2 separate regions of the Triticum aestivum genome follow, and region 1 is linked to region 2. The links are chromatin contacts, called in public Hi-C maps. All regions are on one chromosome and are shown on one strand. The core of a region is the stretch at or near the end of the contact, and the rest is flanking DNA. Distances in the headings are between cores, read along the strand shown. Region 1 holds the start of LOC123138126 (homeobox-leucine zipper protein HOX16). Region 2 has its middle 170 kb from the start of LOC123138125.

Region 1 (2,700 bases), core at 98-2,597, 190 kb after region 2:
CGGCGCCTCCTTATCTTGCATCTTCTCGGTCAACGTTACCACCTGACGCCACAAAGATGGATCTCCCAAATCAAACTCAGCAGCGGAAGCCACGGTGCCCGGCCGGTGGTGAAGTGTGGTTGACTTTGATTACCTGTGACCGGAGCCGGTGGTTGTCCTGGAGGAGGGCGTCGTGGTCGGCGCGGAGGGCGTCGAAGGACGCCTTGAGGCGGTCGAAGTCGCGCTCCAGCGTCTTTGTCTTCCACCGGGCGCGGCGGTTCTGGAACCAGACGGCCACCTGGCGTGGCTGCAGGCCGAGCTTGCGGGCCAGCTCCGTCTTCCTCTCCGGCTCCAGCTTGTTCTCCTCCTCGAAGCTCCTCTCCAGCAGGTGGACCTACACACGTACGCGTGGCGCGCATGCACCGTCAGAATTAATTCGGATGAACAGAGCATCATCTTCGCTACTGTAGCAACGAATTGTCACCTGCTCCGGGGTGAGGCGCCGCTTCTTCTCCGGGAGCTGCTCGTCGTAGTACTCCTCCTCGAGCATGTCATCCGGCGAGGTGAAGAAGGGCCGCTTCACGCCGCGCCCTTCTTCCATGCCGCCGAGGACCGGTCTCACCCCTTCATCACTCAAACATGGCAACCCCAATCAGTACACCAATCACTCTCCAGTCTCCACACAAAAGCTACTCCTACTTGCCTAACGAACCAAACAACCGGGATCGAGAAAACTAGTAGGGGATGAGAATATGATACCTCGATGGAACATGCCGGCCGCGCCGGCGATACCGCCCGCGCCACAGTCCATGAAGAGCATCTGTCCGTTGCCGGAGCCCGACGTGTTGAAGATGAGCCGGCCGGGCTCCATCGCAGAGAAAGCTTCAAGAAGTTGCGTTGGTTGTCGATCGAACGGGGGGCGAAATCAAATGAAAAAGACGTATATATACAGCTGCTGCGCGGCGGAGGGGCTCTTATAAGAAGCAGGACGAGGAGGCGATCATGGCGGCGAGCTTGTGGCGGAAGAAGCTGGTGCTCCACAGAAGCCGCGTGGGCGTCTTCATCGGCATAAGCGAAATCCCCATCATACACGCCCCAGTCCCGAGGTCCCGAGAGATCTCCTCAGGCCTGCGGGGAGGAGACCACTCACAGGAGGAGTGGGAGGCCTAGCTACTTCCTCGCCGGAGAAGACGCAAACCAGAGCGGGACAATTCGGCCGGCCGGAGGAGAGGTTGGTGGTGGAAGGGAGCTCAAGAAGAAATGGAAATCTTTTTCTTGATTTTCTTAACGAGGGACAACCAATTTTCTATTGCTTATAGTATATTTTTTTCTTGTGGAGGACACTGATCGGCTAAAGTTTGAAGAAATGGGGAGGAGCCTTCTTATAGGCGCCAGGGCGGTGTTGATTGACGAGTTTGTCCCTTGGTGGCAGCGGTGGGTGGGACGAATTGGCGGAGGATCGAGACGGAACCAACGGGAGCTGGACGCCGGGTGTCTGATCTTGATATTCTGATGTGATCTTTTGCTCTCAAAGGTAAAAAATGTACTCCTAGTTATAGGAATTACAAGGTGTTTCCTCTTTTCTTGTCAAACCTAGAACTTACAGTGTGCTCTTTTTCCCTTCTGGAAATGACCTTACATAGTATGGAGGTTGGAGATGGCTCTCTATGCTATCAAGATCTTTTGTGGCTGGAACCATGTTCTTTTCTCATGTGTTGAGTTTATTCTTGTGATAATAAAAAGACACACGCTCGTGCGTACGCAAGTATATGCGCACTATACCTGGCCATCTGTCGGGCCGGGCCGGCCTACCAAAGCCCGGCACAATAAACCTAGGCCCGAGCTCGGCTCGGCCATCGGGTCTAAAAATCAGGCCCAAGCCTGGCCCATCACGCAAAAAGCCCGCCGGACCTTCTTCCTTAAATTGCGAATACGACGGGCCCAGGCCTGGCCAGGGGCAAGGTCGGTCGGGCTTTTTTGGGTCAGGTCGGGCCGCCCGGGTCGGGCTGCCCATGGCCAGGTAAATGGGCACCCACACTCATCAATAGAAGCACGGCAACGAATCAAATTTTCGTGTGGTGAAGATTAGGGATAAATATGTTGAATTTGTTAAATTCAAATTCATGTTGAATATACCAGCATGAGGTCGTATTCACCCGGGTAATGCTAGACCTACGTAAATTTTGTTACGTGTTTTACGTAAGCAGCAACGTCGATCAGTATTATTGGATAGGGAGGAGCGACGGGGCCCACCCTTGAAATTCAGAGGGGGGGGGGGCGAGAAGAGTAGATTTGAAATTTATGTAGGGAGTTCGTAGCGGGTTCATAGGTCTAGCATTATCAATATTCACCCCATCGCTAGAGTCTAAGGTTTGTACCTTGTGCATTCTATCTATTTTTTCATCGTTGGGACTATCTATCAATTATGTTTAGCAAATAAGTACCTTAATTACAAAACCTCTCTCTCTCTCTCATTTGAGTTATTTAAACAAATTTTTACATATCTTTAAGATTTGACTGGCATGCTTTAACTTCTATATGGATATAGTAGAATCAATTTTGGTGGTGTCAATGTAGATTCTCTTCTCATTAAAGCTTTTCGTTAGATCCTAACATGACATATAGTTTATTCGAACCCGGGTCACCGCCTTTCCCTTACTTTGATGATGGGAAATATAGAAGTTCCTTAAGAAACCAAACACATGTTCCTTGTCGTCGAAG
Region 2 (2,700 bases), core at 153-2,652:
TAATTTATGTAAAAATTAATCTTACCATTCGAAAAATTGTTTGTGACATTTTCCATGAGAAGTTTATAAAATGTAAAAAATATTATTTTACTTTATAAAAAAAGTCCTTACCATTCAGTAAAACTGCACGGGAAATTAAAAAAATGTTCACGGGTTTCAAAAAAAATGGGAAATTTTTATAAAATGCTTATATAATGTAAAAGTGAATGTTAGAGGTTTTTTTTAAATTTTTTATATGAAATTCAAAAAGAAAATTGCAATACTGAAAACATGTTCTAACACTTAAATATGGTTTGCATGTTTAAACGAAATGTTCACGGCATTTACGAAAAACGTTCAACATGTGTTAAAAAGATTCACCGTGGATTCAAAATATGTTGGAAAAATGTTGAATGTCTATGTGAAAAAATTAATGTCTATTAAAGATGTTCAATGTGTACTCAAAAATTGTTCTATGTGTATACGAAAAATGTTAAACCTGTAAATGAAAAATGTTTAACCTTTATTTAAGTAATACATTAAGGGTATTTTAGAAAAAACAGAAAAAAATGAATAACAGAACTGGCAAAAAACCATGAAAACTGAAAGAGAAACACATAGGGAAAATGGAAGAAAAGCGATATAGAAAAAAACAAGAAAATGCAACGCAAAAAAATTGCACAAAAGGTTCTAAAACTTGTTTGTAGAAACTTCACAAAGCCAGTATACTAGCCCCACACCCCAAACGAGCGCACAGTCAAGCGCTTCAAACGAGATGGAGCTAGGTCTCGTAATAAATGAGACAAGGCTACCGCGATTGTTTCTTCTTGTTTTTTTCTTCTTTTCTTCCCATATTTTCTCAGAGAAATTCTCTCCCCGTTGGTGAATCATAAATTGTTTTTTTAGCTGGCGTGAATCATAAATTCCCGTTGGTGTAACAACCTACCGTCAAGGACCTTGGCGGTAGGAATCATCCCTACCGTCAATTAGGCTACTGGCCTGTACAAACCTACCGCCAGTGCCCGACGGTAGGTGCGAGCATGCATTATGTTTTATACTTAGAAAATTTTCCCAGTAGAGTATGTAGCCCTACCGCGAAGGACGTAGACTGTTATACCCTACAGCCGTGGACCCTGATGGTAAGAAAAGAGGCAGATTTCGAAATTTTTGCAAGACAAGGTCAGATCTCGATCAATTTTTAGAAAAAAGGTCAAAACACGAAATTTAGGCACCACGCGTGCGGTGGTGAAGGATCGGACGGACGGAGCCGTGCACCGAAACTCGGAAGGGAGTCGGATGGGTGATGCCACATGATATTGCTGGACTGCTCAAGCCGTCCCGTCAGGCATCAGCATCATGGGGCAGTGGCTGCGGCGTCCGGTGCAGCCAGAGCCAGCGATGCGAGGCTGGACCGGGGCGTGGGGCAGACGGTCCCTACGTACTACTACTACGTGCGGGCGTCGGATGGGGGGACACGGAACATGGCCGAAGCAGCAGAATGCCAGAATCGATCGGCCCCTGGTGGAAAGCGCCGATGGACGGACTGGTCGAAGACGCGCCCGTTGCCTACCCGCCGCTTGCTCGCTGGCTGGTGGTCCAGTCGATCGATCCAAGCCACTGCCATCTGCTCCTGTTCCTCCGCCCGCCCCATGGCCCCGGCTCCGGCTCCAGGTGCGGCTTCCTTTCCGTCACCCGATTCGCTGCGAACCACGACACACTCGCGAGTCACTCCGCACCGCACCTACCACCAGCCCAAACTACCACTGTTGGTAGAGCACTAGCAGTAGACTAGAATACGTTTTCACCGGCACGACGCGCCGCTGCGGCTGCCGGCGCGCTTGCGTCCACGGGATGATGATCCTTGCCTGCGTTGCTACCGCATGGCAGGCGGATAGCGAGCGCGGCGCTGCAAGCGGCAAAACTGCACTGCTCGGATTACGACTTGGAAACCTGGACAGCGTGAGGATGCAGGCGAGAGCAAGCAAGTTTTTGTTCTCTTGCCGCCCCGGTCGCCTCCTCTCATCATCACATCTCGTCTCGTCTGCCCCCTCCCCCGTCCACACAACGACACCAACAGCACATCACGCAATCAAGAGATCGCTTATCACCCACCATAGCCGTACCAATCGACGTCCGTCTCAGCCCGGCCGCGCTTCAATTTTCATGCACACAAAACACTGCGCTAGATAGCCAGTCCCCCTCCTCGCCGGTGTGAATTTCAGATACGCGCAGCATGAATTTTCCTAGCCCGCAGACGTTTCGCTTGCCGCCTCGCTATATTTCCAGTCGCCGTCAGAAATGAATTTCATTTCCCCGTCCTTCTCTTCCTTTCTACACGCGACACGAACACGACCGATCGCGACCGCGGCAGATGCTTTCGGGTCGACTGTGAGGCCAACCTCGATCCCCAGGCTAGATTTTTTCCTTCCAAAGCGACGAGCGGATTAACACAAATAGAGCAGCAGCACAACCGACCCGGTGCATGGCACACATTGACACGCCATTACGGCCAGGGCCCCGCCGGCTTTGGTAGCACCTGTAATCTTTCCTGCATGCGACGTCGCCGTCGAGGAGAGGTGGAATCCTGGCTATGCTTTGTGAGTGGGGGCTGCACAGGACAAAAGGTGCTCCCGCGTCCAATCAATCAAGGCCACGCTAGGGAGAAATGCTCTTGTCATGTGCCTGTTAGACTTGGCCAATTAACTACTCCTGCTGGTGAGG

Evidence for each region. A called contact is a pair of places that touch in the nucleus more often than the background predicts.
Region 1: a Hi-C map of leaf shows a contact between it and region 2, with 5 times the contacts expected there. The contact joins the promoter of LOC123138126 here to the enhancer-like site in region 2. A contact is called at or near these places in 3 of 5 Hi-C or Micro-C datasets (all in leaf).

Annotation. Positions count from the first base shown.
Region 1 is chr6B:576,363,603-576,366,302 of IWGSC CS RefSeq v2.1, forward strand. LOC123138126 (homeobox-leucine zipper protein HOX16) reads right to left here and starts at 1,348. Exons shown (of 4, transcript XM_044558032.1): 1 at 739-1,348; 2 at 464-611; 3 at 134-373; 4 at 1-42. The coding sequence starts at 580.
Region 2 is chr6B:576,173,274-576,175,973 of IWGSC CS RefSeq v2.1, forward strand. No RefSeq gene overlaps it. Among protein-coding and RNA genes, the nearest start is that of LOC123138125, 170 kb to the left of the region's middle. Within about 2 kb of position 1,403, at least 6 of the 8 cell types and tissues checked have an H3K27ac peak or open chromatin away from gene starts, as enhancers often do. A contact at or near this core is called in leaf, where this site is marked.